Linked DNA regions of Mus musculus: all the other regions are linked to region 2. The links are chromatin contacts, called in public Hi-C and promoter capture Hi-C maps. All regions are on one chromosome and are shown on one strand. The core of a region is the stretch at or near the end of the contact, and the rest is flanking DNA. Distances in the headings are between cores, read along the strand shown. Region 1 holds the start of Ccnb2 (cyclin B2). Region 2 holds the start of Polr2m (polymerase (RNA) II (DNA directed) polypeptide M). Region 3 holds the start of Bnip2 (BCL2/adenovirus E1B interacting protein 2).

Region 1 (4,299 bases), core at 1,571-4,070, 1.1 Mb before region 2:
ATACACATGAGATGGAAAGGAAAGGCTTTGATTGCATGCGGTGAAGTCAGGACCTCCTACCTTGGGAGCTAGCGCCTCCATCTGCACTGGTTTCACAGAGGCTGTGGGTTTCGGCTGCTTGTTGACATTTGTCACTTTGGTGGGCAGAGCTGGTACTTTGGTGTTCTGAGGTTTCTATAAAGGAAGATGACCAGTGAGCAGTGCAGGATGACCAGCGTAGCCCCTGTACAGTGTGGCCCTCCACACATGCCATCTTGTCCTTGTTACCTTCGCCACCTGAGTGGTTCTGTTTCTAACTTTATTTCCAATTTCTTCTAAAACTGCCCGCCGGATAGTCACATGGCTCTTGGCTTTAGGAATAACTTCTGTGTCAATATTCTTCAAATCACTGGACACCTTAAAACAAAACATACAAAAAGACCACACCGACAACAAGCAAGCAAACAAACAAACAAACAAAAAAAAAAGCCATTAAATACAGAAAAAAATGAAAAACACCTACCTACATAATGTCAAATACTCAAAAGTCAGAGCTACCCTGGTAAGGTGAATATGCTGACATCTATTTTAAAAGGAGAAGGTAGAACTGGAGATGGCTCTCAGCAGTTAAGAGCATTAGCTTCTCCTGGCTTGTCGTGCTGTGGACTGGGTTCAATTCCCAGTATTCACATGGCAGCTTACAAACTGTAGCTCCATTCCAGGGGATCTGACATACTCTTCTGGCCCATGAACGGACTGCACACATGATGTACTCTATTTATGCACTTCAAACAAAAGCTTAATTTGTTTGGTTTTTCAAGACAGGGTTTCTCTATAGCCCTGGCTGTCCTGGAACTCATTCTGGAGACAAGGCTATCCTGGAAGTCGCTCTGGAGACCAGGCTGGCCTCAAACTTGCAGAGTTAGGTTTTGGTTTTTGTCTTTAAATTTAATTATTTTTTATGGGAAAAGGTACATTTAAAGAAATCTAAAAATGCTATTTGAAATATCACTCTCCATTAGGCAAACACCCACTGCCTTACCAATAAAACAAAGATCTTTTTACTGATCTTATAAATTGTTTTGCATATTCAAGCAGTTTTCAAGCGACACCAAAGCCTCCCACCTAAATGATTACTTCTTATAAGTAACCTGCGTCTGCTGTTAAGAGATCCCTGTCGGTTCTCTTAGAAACTTCCATTCACACAGTATAGCTGCAATGATAAAGAGCTTTGATACCAATAGTTAATGATAGCCCAGCTGTTTAAAACTCCATGTTTCAGACTTCACACCAGCTTGGGTTATAACGCCAACCAAAGAATAAGAAATAGCACTTCCAAGGAAAGCCCTTCAGAAACAGCTTCCTATAGCATAGACTCAAATTAAGGACATTCCCAATGACAACAGGATGGGGAAGTCATTTTACCTCTCAAGTATTGGGAGAGTCAGACTTGAATGAAAACGAAAAAAAAAAAAAATAGTGTTACTTGAAATTAATTGCCTTCATCTTGAATACAGTTAAGAAACAAGGCTTGCTATTCATACCCCAAAGTTTACAGTGTGGTACAATAACAAGTATTCCATGAGAAAAAAATATTTAACTTTCTGAGTGTTGGGGGAGGGGGGGAACTAATCCTACAAAACAAACAAAAAAACCTCTCCAAAGGTTGGGGTTTTTTTGTTTTTTTTTAAGATGACCTGTGTAGGATAGACCAGATAAACTGTACCCCATCCCTACACAAGACTTTAACTGTTAAATAATTTGAAAGAACAAATTAGACAAAAATTAACTTGTTAGTGGCAGTTAGAGCTACAAGACATGAACCCTGACTGTATGTTCCTCATTGTTTAGGATTCTGATCCCCAAATCTAAGCTGTTCGGTCTTTACTGCTAGCTTCCCACGGCTAAATTCAAAATGAGTTTGAAAGTTCAATTTCTTATGAGTTAAAGCCTGGTAATGAGGGGTACCCCTGAATTCACTGGGAAGAGGAATTGGAGGCTTTTAACTAGCCAGGACAATGGCAGCAGCTGTGTCGGGGGCCCTCTTGTTTTCAACTAAAGTAGACCGACCCTAGTACAATTAAAGCCTAAAAGTCAGTAATACTTTCATTCTCAAAAAGGTAATTAAAGGAATTTGGCCTTTTGCCCAACTGTCTGCCATCCTAGGATCCAAGTTTTGTACGTTTCCTCTTACACTTGGGTGTTTTTGTTTTTTGTTTTTTGCTTTTTTCGAGACAGGGTTTCTTTGAATAGCCCTGGCTGTCCTGGAACTCACTCTGTAGACCAGGCTGGCCTCGAACTCAGAAATCCGCCTGCCTCTGCCTCCCAAGTGCTGGGATTAAAGGCGTGCACCACCACCGCCCAGCACTTAGGTGGGTATTTGTTTTCATTTTGTTATTTCTGTTTTTTTTTTTTTTTAAGAGGACAAAACCACACTTTAATGACCTTGGCCAGGAAGGCAGTATGAAGACGCGAATGGGAAGCTCACACGAAGCAAACTGAAAAATGTGAAAAGTAGAGAAATGGCACTGGGCGGCTTCCCGGTTCCTCCCGGTCCTCATCCCCAGCGCAGCACAGCCCTGAGTGGTAACAGGAATGAAGACCCCAGGCCGGGCCTCTGGACCGCTTTAGCTCTGCCAGGGCCTCTCCGGCAGCCTCCCGGGCTACCCGGCAGGACAGGGCACCGTAGCCCCGGCGCACTCACCGTCGGGCGTCGGAGCAGCGCCATGAGGGCCGCCCTGGCAAGTGCGGACGAGGCACAGCCACTCCGGTCTGCGACACCGTTGGGAGGGTCAGGGCCCCGCCGCTCCGCGTCCACCGCCCGGTCCGCGATTCAAATACCGCGCCGCTGACGCACTATTGGGTAGACGCACGCAGGGCGCGCGCAACCCATTGGCTAGACTGGAAGGCCTTTCTGCACGTTGATTGGCTGGCTTGTATTTGCTTGTCATAGCAACCAGCGAGGCCACCAGGCTTTGTTGTTTCCTTGTCTACAGTCTTATTTTCAAATTCTAGTCCCTGATATTAAATAAAATAATTTTTCCTCCTACTGGAAAAGATTGTCTTAATTTTAGGGGTAGGAGTGGGGAGCCATCACCTAAGGACATATGTCTTTAAAAGTTTGTTCTGGGTTAGGTAGAAGTGGGTTCCAGAGAACTTCCTGGAAATGCTACTTCTGACCTTACTTCCTCTTCCGGAAACGTCTACCTGGGAATTTGGATTGGAATGGTCTGGCAAATGAAGCCATCGTCTCCAGGTCGTTCAGGGCTACAAGATGATTGTGACTCGGATGTGTACTGTATGTGGTCTTCCTAAAACAGATCCCCAGCAGAGTCATAATTCAAACTAGACGTGATTTGTGTGACTTCCAGCACAATACAGTAGAACTCAGAAACTATTTGTCAAATGACGGTGTGATGTGCACAAGATTTCAAAAGAAAAATAATGAGTATCCCAAGTTGTGAACAGTGAGAGACAAGACAGAAAACAAAAACAAAAACAAAAAACAAAACCAGAATATTACCCTGGGGAAAAGACTAGGTAACAACACAGAAAATGGTGCAGTGCCAGCAGAACGACTTGAGATCAGGCTACCCCATCAGTCTTGTTCAAGTCCCTTCTATTGGGAAATAATAAATGCTCCCTCCCCCTTCGCCCAAATCTGACATTTCCAATCTGAGTCTAAAGGAAGAACCAGTGTTGTCCAACACTCCCACCTGAAAAGACAAGGTGGCAGTACTACCCCTCGACCTAAATTACACATGGATATTGGAAACCAAAGGAGCAGAAATAACTATTTATATCCCATTAAGTTCTCTCAAGTACCTGCTAAAGGAAATGAAAGTTCTGTGGCTGCTGACTCTTGGTCCATCATCCTTACAATCACAGAGGTTACGCATAGCTTTCTCTTTCTTGGGAAGCTTTGGTTTGGATTGGGGAAGAAAATGTGCTCTGCAGTTTGTACTATTAGCACATGCTTGTAATAATTCCAGTTACTTGGGAGGCTAAGGCAGGAGGATTTTTTTTTTTCCTGAGACAGGGTTTCTTTGTATAGCCCTGGCAGTCCTGGAACTCACTCTGTAGACCAGGCTGGCCTTGAACTCAGAAATGGCAGGAGGACCTCTTAAACTCATGATTTCAGCACCAATTTGGCAACTCAGACCTATTCTCTAACTGAACTTTAACTTTAACAAAGCCATTGGCTGTACTTCAGGTTACTGTGGTGAATGGACTTCACAACATGGTCGCATGTGTTCTAGGCCGGTTTACAGCTTTCTATGTAGTTGAGGATGACCTTGAATTTTTTTTTAATACTTTAAA
Region 2 (4,034 bases), core at 401-2,900:
GTCTTAACTCTACCCATACATTCCAAGCCTCCTAAAAATATAAAATAATGGTCTTAAGCACTTAGGAAAACATGGTTAGCCTGTACAATAAATATATGATAAGGACCAGTGGGTTTTAAGCCATGGTCTCTGAACCCCGATGAACTGAGGAATGCCAGAGGTTACATAATGGGATAACATCACTATCTTACAAAGGAAGATGGACTTGCTTATGTGGTTCTGTGTTTGAAAGAATTCTCAGTTGCTTCTGGCAAACTGCTAATATTTCTAGACTCAGCATATATAAACAGGAGTTCTTTGAGATGCCAAATAACTCTTAAAGAGTATAAAAATGTTCCAAGACCAGAAGGTTAATTCACTGCTAAAATTAACAACCCAATCTTGAAAAGTCAAAATACCTACCTGTTTCTAGTAGGAACCCCTCCTGCCAAATGGTCATTGGCTCCTTTCCCTCAGTGACAAAAATTCCCTTTCTGGTTCTTTTCCTTGGTTATATAACAAACAGGAGAAGGGGGCTAAACCTTGGGTCCTCTATTTTTCCTGATACATTTATTCCCACGTTTTCAACAGTATTAATGCCTCTCTGCAACTGAGTTCCTCTCGGTTTTTTTCAGCCTTCTCTCTCTTGTGCCTAATACTCATTCCTCTGGGTTTTAATCGGTTGGCTTTTAATTAACTAAATGCCTGCAATTACTCCCTCAACTGAATACGCCCAAAATAAAAAATTAACCTAAAATCCATCCCTCTCTCCCAATTTTCCCATTATTCTTTGTTGCTCCCCAGAAACTTCAACCACCTGTTAACTATTAATATATATTTGTCTCCAAATTATTACACCAGTTCCCCCAATCCCTCGATTGCCTTCATGGTCCATTTTTCCCTCCTTGCTGAAAAAAAAACCTCTCAGAAAATATCCTTTTGGCGTCTTCCTTCAATCCTGTTCCTAAACAAAGCTGCCTTTAGGCAATCAGCTATCATCTTCTCCCCACTACGCATGAACCAAACTTTCCAGCCCGCTCTCCAAATCTATGGTTGGGGAAAGAGTGGGGCTTCAGATAGAGAGAAGGAAATCCCACACGTTCCGATCAAGAGGCTTTGGTACCGGAGCTCGTTCAAAGCTGTAGTGCGAACATGAAATCGAGCAGGCGCGGCTGCCGAGTGAGGGCCGGGCAGCATGGAGCCATGCCCGCGCACAGGACAGGCCTGGCTCGGGAGGCCTGGCCACGCAAGGTCACCTTCGCGCGCCAGGCCGCGGGGCGGGGCGGGAGACCAAGTCCCCGGATCCCGATCCCTGAGAGCCTGTTCCCTGATCCCGATCCCCCGCAACCGCGACCCCAGGGCCACCGCTTACTCGTTGCGCAAAAGTCTCTCCTGGCGCCTCAACCTCTCCCGCAGCTCCGCCGAACTCTGCCGCCCCAAGTCCTCGGGAGCTGGGGGCTCGAAGCCGCGGGGCAGCGAGAACATTGCGCACGGGCTGCGGCTGGCGCGGCGGGCAGGGATCCCCGGCGGGGCCCACGGCGGGCGCTGGCTCCGCGGCCGGCGGCGACTCTGGAGCGCGAGCGGGAGTCGCCATTTTCCCGGAAGAGCACGGCTTCTCCGAGCCGAAGGGAGCTTTATTGAAATGCCGGAAACGGACAGGCCAGGACGAGGGGACGCCCGAGGAAGCGTGCAGGGGCGGAAGTTACATCACCGCCAAGGCGTCTGGGTTTGGCGGGCTTTCTCTGGATGGGCCTTTTGCTTTCCCGGCTTTTCGCCTGTGCACTGGGAAATATAGGACACTCAAGTCAAAGACTTACAAACTCACTTCTAATAAGTAAAATATGACGAAAGTAATAGAGCGTCGCATCTACGATTAAGCAATCAAAGTTTTGGACAAAAAATTTACAGGGATTCCTGAATGGACATTAATCACAGTTAAAATAAATAACGGGGTTATAATGATGGCTCAGTGGCTAAGAGGGCATACTGCTTTTGCAGTATGCCAGAGTTTGGGTACCAGTGCCCCTGTTGGGTAGCTTACAAATGCCTTTAGACTGCAGCTCCAGGGCACTTCACAAACTCTGGCTTCTCCAGACACCTGCGCACAAACACACACACATTAACATAATTTAGTCTTCAAAAAATAACAAGTGACCAATATAGCTAGCTATAATAAAATGCATATTAGAAACAATATAGTCAGGTATGGTCGTGCATGCCTTTAAGTCTGGCTGACTGAGTTCAAGGCCAGCCTGATCTACATAGTGAATTCGAGGTTGCAAAGTGACTCTGTCTCAAACAAAACAAGATTTGAATATTTGAGCAAGTCAGAATATCAGGAATTAGAAAGGTCGACCATGTCAACTGTTGGAAATAATGAAGAGCGACTGAGATTCCTACAGACTGCTAATGGGGGAGCAGAGGATGCAAAATAGTACAGCGTCTTTGGCAAGTAGTTGGACAGTTTCTGATTCGGGCTTTGCTGCCCTGCCCCTTTTTTATTGCTAGGCAGTATTGCATTGTGAGTTGTGTGTTTATGCTGAAGGATATTTGAGTTGTTTTCAGTTCTTAATGATCACAGATCAAGTCACTGTCAACATTTTTAATAGATGTTCATGTCAACATAAACTCTCATTTCTCTTAAGAGTGGGCTTATTAAGCCATATTAACAAAGGGAATAGAAAGGAAGAACGGCTCCACTCTTGACTTCCACGGCCTGAGAAATTCCTCTAATCTTTTAGGGATTTCAAACCAGGGTTTGTAACTTTGATGCTGAAAATATTCAGGACTAGGAGAATAGGAGTCTAATAAAAAATATTTTCATACAGGCCTAAGTATGAGTGTTCAGAGATATAAAAGTGCTCAAATGGAACATATACCCAGAGATGGGCATGGGCTTCTCAGGGAGAGTCACATTTCATTGTTTTTATAACACTTATACCTGATGGACTTCGAAACAATTATCTTTGAAGCATTGCTAAGAGATCTAAGAGACCACAGCATGTAGTTAGTTCTGGACAGTTAGGTTTCAGGAAGCCCATATATCAGATATGAACTCATTTTGGAAGATAGAAGAATTTTTGGTGATTAGATAAAAGCCAATATTCTTCAAGAACTTGTGAGGTGTTTTTACCATCCCCAGAAGGAGTCCTCCCTACAGCTGATCTTCCTACTTCTAATCCATGTGGTTTCTTCACTCCACACTTCTCTTGTGCTCTCTCACTATAACTTATCTCTTGCTATTTCCATTATTCTCTTCCCCTCTGCTGTATCCCTACCCCAATCATGTCCAATCTGCTTTTTCTCTCTGCTCTGGACCCTTCCGATGCCTCTGGATGGTTTCTCTTTCTTATTCCACAATGAAAAATCCCAAGCCTAATAACAGAGCAGTCATGTTGGCAGTTTCTTTACTGAGCTCCCTCACATACACTGACAAGATTATAACTGATAAGGTGAAAATATAGATCAGAGGGATGCAGGAAGGTAGAACACCTTCACTGTAAACACAGTTAACAGCCTTGTTTGAAATCCCAGAAAAATGTCTAGGGAAGAAATAAGGACTCGCTCAAAGCAGAACACATCCAGGACTTAAGTCTGGCTCACTGCTATTTTAACAGCAAGTCCTCTCTGTGAAAGGGATCTCTGCCAGCAGCCTTTGAAGCAGGTGTGCTAGAGTTCTTGCTTCTCAGCTGGCAAGAGACTTCAACAAGACTCTGGGGTGAGAGGATTCTTTCCCTTCCTGCCCGTCGCCATAGCTTTCCCCCTCTTTCTATCCTGCCTCATTCTAGGGTAAATGGATGTTTAACTTCTTAAGAAGCCATGGGGTAAGTGAATATTTAATTTCTAAGAAGTCACCAATCTGTACACAGTGCCTCTATTGGTTTTCACTGCACAGGCACTGTCTGTGAGCTCCAGCTGTTCCAGCACTTCCTCACAGGTTAATTTTTGTTTCATTTTGCGTTAAAATTTCCGGCCATTAGCCCTTTTGCCCAAGTACTCTGGCTTGGACACACTTCAGAAATATCACAGATCTCACACTGAACATTTTTATGGTA
Region 3 (4,037 bases), core at 331-2,830, 1.5 Mb before region 2:
AATGCTTCCTGTGGCCAAGTGGTTTAACTAAAACTTTGTGGATCTGTTTGTCATGTTTCCCCCTCCAGCAATTAAGAAAATTGCTAGGGGAAATAATACTAACACAGATGATAGCAACATTCCAAGCGCCCATCTCAGATACATGTACTGTTCTGTCTCAAAAGCCCCATGAGGCGGGCATTATTTTTTTCTCCATTTTATAGGTAAGTCACAGAGCTCTTAACTCTCTGCCAACAGAGAACAAATCTAAACTGTATCTCTAAAGAACTGTGTTTTGGATCCATTTAAAATAGTTTTGACTTCACCATTCCTTTTAGGAGTAATAGGCTTGCCCAAATAGTTACCTACTAGCTCTCTGGACAGGTTGAGCACGTTCAACTTCTAAGAGGGATGACCTTGCCCTCCAAAATAACAGCCCCTTGAAGCTGCTTAAAAGGACAGCTCATAGACGGAAGCCATTCAAAAAAATTGTTAATGGCCCACACAGAAAAGTACAGAAGTTGAGATCTTTTGAGAATTTTTTATTGGTTATTTTATTTATTGACATTTCAAATGTTATCCCCTTCCCAGTTTCCTCTCCACAAACCTCTTATCCCCTCCTCCCCCTTTTTGAGGATTTTTTTTTTTTACGACAGCCAATTTTAGGACTGTTGACTGTGATAATAAAATATTTTACATTTACTGACTTCACTTTTATTTTCATTTTTTCTACGTCATCAAGATAGGACCCACAAATAACTGGGAAAAGCATGTTTTAAAGCAATAGTTCTAAACTTTCCTAAAGCTGGGACCCTTTAGTACAGTTCCTCATGTTGTGGAGACCCCCAACCACAAAATTACTCCGTTGCAACTTCAGAACAGTAATATTGCTACAGTCGTGAATCGTAATGAAATTTCCTATGATCTCGGGACCTTCGGAAGGTCCGGAGTTCAAATCCCAGCAACCACATGGTGGGAACGGAAAGTTCAGATAATAGAGTGCCTACCTAGCAGCAGTCAGGAAGCCCTAAGTTGTCTCTATCTCTACCACAATGTGGTAACAATCATGTAGATAATCTCAGCTCTCTGGAGACTGGGGCAGGAAAATTAGTTTTCAAGGTTATTTCAGATACACTGGAAGGAATTCAAGGCCAACTCGGAACACAGGAGAGGAGTCTGGGGAGGAGAGGGGTGGGGTACTTATTACTCTCTCAGAAGCATTACTGGAGAGAAAAACTATTCACGTCGGAAAATTCTATCAAAGTAGATTCTTCTAGGACCTGGCTATCGTACATAAGACATCGACTATTTTTCACCCCCTTTTCATTCACTCTGTAATATAGTTAATATAATGTCAAGTAAAGGAAAACAGAGAGAAACGAATAGCTCTTTCAAGACAGCGAGGTTAGGTCCCTACAGTAACGTTAAGTGCGTGAGCCTTAGAAAGCTGCGCCCTCCTCCTCCCTCGCCAGCAGCAAGCCAAAGCCTTAGCTGGCCCGGGACAGAAGGGCTCACGGCTGCGCATGCGCAGAGAGGAAGCCCGCCGAGGATTTTAGGAAAACGCCCCGCCCCCGCTTCCTCCCTCGGCCGCGCCCGGCGCCGGTCCGGAGGTGGTCACTTCCGCCGGGGCGTACGCACTGAATCCGGGTCAGCTGCAGCCGCCCGGACTGCAACTAAGATCGTCCGGGAAAAGCTGGGCCCCGTCTCCACAGCCGACCAAGGGCAGCGGGCTCTGCCCGGCGCCGCTTTCTGCGACCTGGCCGTCAGCCCCACGTCGCCGGCCTGGAGGGGCAAAGAGGACGAGGGGGCCGCGGCTTCCTCCGGGGTGAGCACGGCTTGGGTAGCGGGCCGGGCTACGGCACAGCCGGAGGGCTGCGGGAGGATCGGCCAGGCCAGGCGGGGGTGGCGGCCGTGGACTGGCGCGTTCGCGTTCCGGGTCCGAGCGCTGCCGGGCCCCGCCCTGCCTCGGACGCTGGTGCCAGGCTCTCGCCCCCTTCCTTTTTCCGTCTGTGGCCCGAAAGCCTGGAGCGGAACCTCCCGGTTCCTGGCTTCCCCTAGCCTCGTTTGTTCCGTGTTCCTAACCGGCGTCAGTCCAGAGCAGAACAAAGAAACTTGGGCGTGTAGTGCACCCCATAGCCTCGGGGGGATGGACGCAGACAGCATACACAGACAGCATCCTATAAGTCATCAGGGCTCTCTTGAACCTTCCTGAGTGTGATATCCTATTGTAGGGTGTGTACGTCAATGCCTGATCCTTGGCTGTTCTCAGACACTTAACCTCTTCATTTAAATACCGGCTAGGATGCTTTGGATTGCTGTATGCATGCGATGCCACTGGAGAATTCTTCCTAAGTCTGTTCACGTTCAAGCAGAAACTTATTTGGATCTATATTACGTTACTTCGAAACTTCCTTTGTCCTAGGAACTCTATGAGGACACAACTTTTGCAGTGTTTATCAAAGTATTTCTATAAAAGTGCCTTTCATCTGCAATTGCATCTTAGTATTGCTTTCTTTTGCGTCACTTTTAATTAGGATGTTTTCCCTTATACTTGAATTCCCATCTTCAATGAAATGCACGTTTTCTTATGATTTATTAGAATCCTTTAATTGTAGAGGGTTTTTTTTCTCAAAGGTTTTTTTTTTTTAATGTGTCTTGTCATGTGGTATAGGCGACTGCAGAGGGCATCGGAACCCCTGGAGCTGCTAGCATTATAGGCTGTTGTGGTGGGAACCGAAATAGGCTCCTGTGAAGAGCAGCAAGCATGCTTAACTACTGACCCACTCCTCTAGCCTTCACTTGTAGAAACTCTGTAATTCATGAGTGGGTGTTCCTTCAAAGTTAGAGTTGAAGTTATCTAGTTTAGTTACCCATACATGAAGTTACCAATGTTTGGTTGCCTCGCACATTATTTTTTTGGCTTGGTTCTTAATCAATCTCTATCTCTCAATGCCATTCTTAGGTCTTTTCTAACTTGCTGGACTAGGAAATGTGACATGTGCATAGCGTAGGGACTGAATTACCATAAACCAACATACTTACATCTTTAGGCATCGCAGGACCTTTCACCCTTAAGTATAACCACATTTGGTTTTACAGACAGGTTTGTTATAGATCTGGGGATCAGGACATAGGGTCTGTCTTTTGCCTCTTGTCTAAGCTAAATGGCTAATGACATTGCATTCGACCTCACTGTCTTAGTTTGGGGTTTACTGCTGTGAACAGACACCATGACCAAGGCAAGTCTTATAAAAAAACAACATTTTAATTGGGGCTGGCTTACAGGTCCAGAGGTTCAGTACATTATCATCAAGGTGGGAGCATGACAGTATCCAGGCAGACATGGCACAGGCAGAACTGAGAGTTCTACATCTTCATTCCAAAGGCTGCTAGTAGAAGACTTCCCAGGCAACTAGGGTGAGGGTCTTAAGACCACACCCACAGTGACACACCTATTCCAACAAGGCCACACCTCCAAATGGTGCCACTCCCTGGTCCAAGAATATACAAACCACGACACTCACACCTGTTGGGCACTGACGCTCTAACTACTCATTAGTTTTTAATGGGTAGAGAAGTAAAGGTGAAATACTCTTTGGGGCAGTGGTCCTGATTGTTCTCTCTGTAGCGATGAGAGAAGGGGACATCTGAGAACAAAAGGCTATGTTTCTAGACCAAGAGTGGCTTCGGCTGGCAGTATTCAAGGTCTTATGCTAAGATTACATCCTACGAAGCAAGCAAGCAAGCAAGCAATATCACAGATAGTCCTGACTTGGCATTATAACCAGCTTCTAACAAGCAGACTGTTTGAGATCAGGTGTTAGAGTTTGGTCTACTTAAAGGTGCCAACACATCTCTAATACCTTCTGCATACTGATAGTTTAATAAATGTATTCTAGGTGTTTAGCCTATGCTATGTTTTTAACAGTTCTGAGAGAAGTTAGCACCATTCTAGTTTGCTGGTTGTGTGTGTGCACATGTGTGAACGTTGCTGTGGAAGCATTTTGTTCTTGAAAGCCCTACATGATCATACTAAGGGAGATAGCTCAGTCTGTAAG

What was found. Hi-C and Micro-C count contacts between places; a contact is called where the count stands out from the background. Capture Hi-C pulls out chosen DNA fragments and counts their contacts.
Region 1: a Hi-C map of CD4 T cells shows a contact between it and region 2, with 4 times the contacts expected there. The contact joins the promoter of Ccnb2 here to the promoter of Polr2m in region 2. A contact is called at or near these places in 1 of 39 promoter capture datasets (pre-B cells) and 1 of 484 Hi-C or Micro-C datasets (CD4 T cells).
Region 3: a promoter capture Hi-C map of adipose tissue shows a contact between it and region 2, with 3 times the contacts expected there. The contact joins the promoter of Bnip2 here to the promoter of Polr2m in region 2. A contact is called at or near these places in 2 of 484 Hi-C or Micro-C datasets (B cells and CD8 T cells), 2 of 115 datasets of contacts at active chromatin or transcription factors (large pre-B cells and microglia) and 2 of 9 other capture datasets (adipose tissue and liver).

The regions. Positions count from the first base shown.
Region 1 is chr9:70,418,734-70,423,032 of GRCm38.p6, forward strand. It overlaps Ccnb2 (cyclin B2), which reads right to left and starts at 2,821. Exons shown (of 9, transcript NM_007630.2): 1 at 2,684-2,821; 2 at 268-396; 3 at 61-174. The coding sequence starts at 2,707.
Region 2 is chr9:71,484,333-71,488,366 of GRCm38.p6, forward strand. Polr2m (polymerase (RNA) II (DNA directed) polypeptide M) reads right to left here and starts at 1,651. Exons shown (of 4, transcript NM_178602.3): 1 at 1,352-1,651. The coding sequence starts at 1,464.
Region 3 is chr9:69,987,886-69,991,922 of GRCm38.p6, forward strand. Bnip2 (BCL2/adenovirus E1B interacting protein 2) reads left to right here and starts at 1,581. Exons shown (of 11, transcript NM_016787.4): 1 at 1,581-1,804.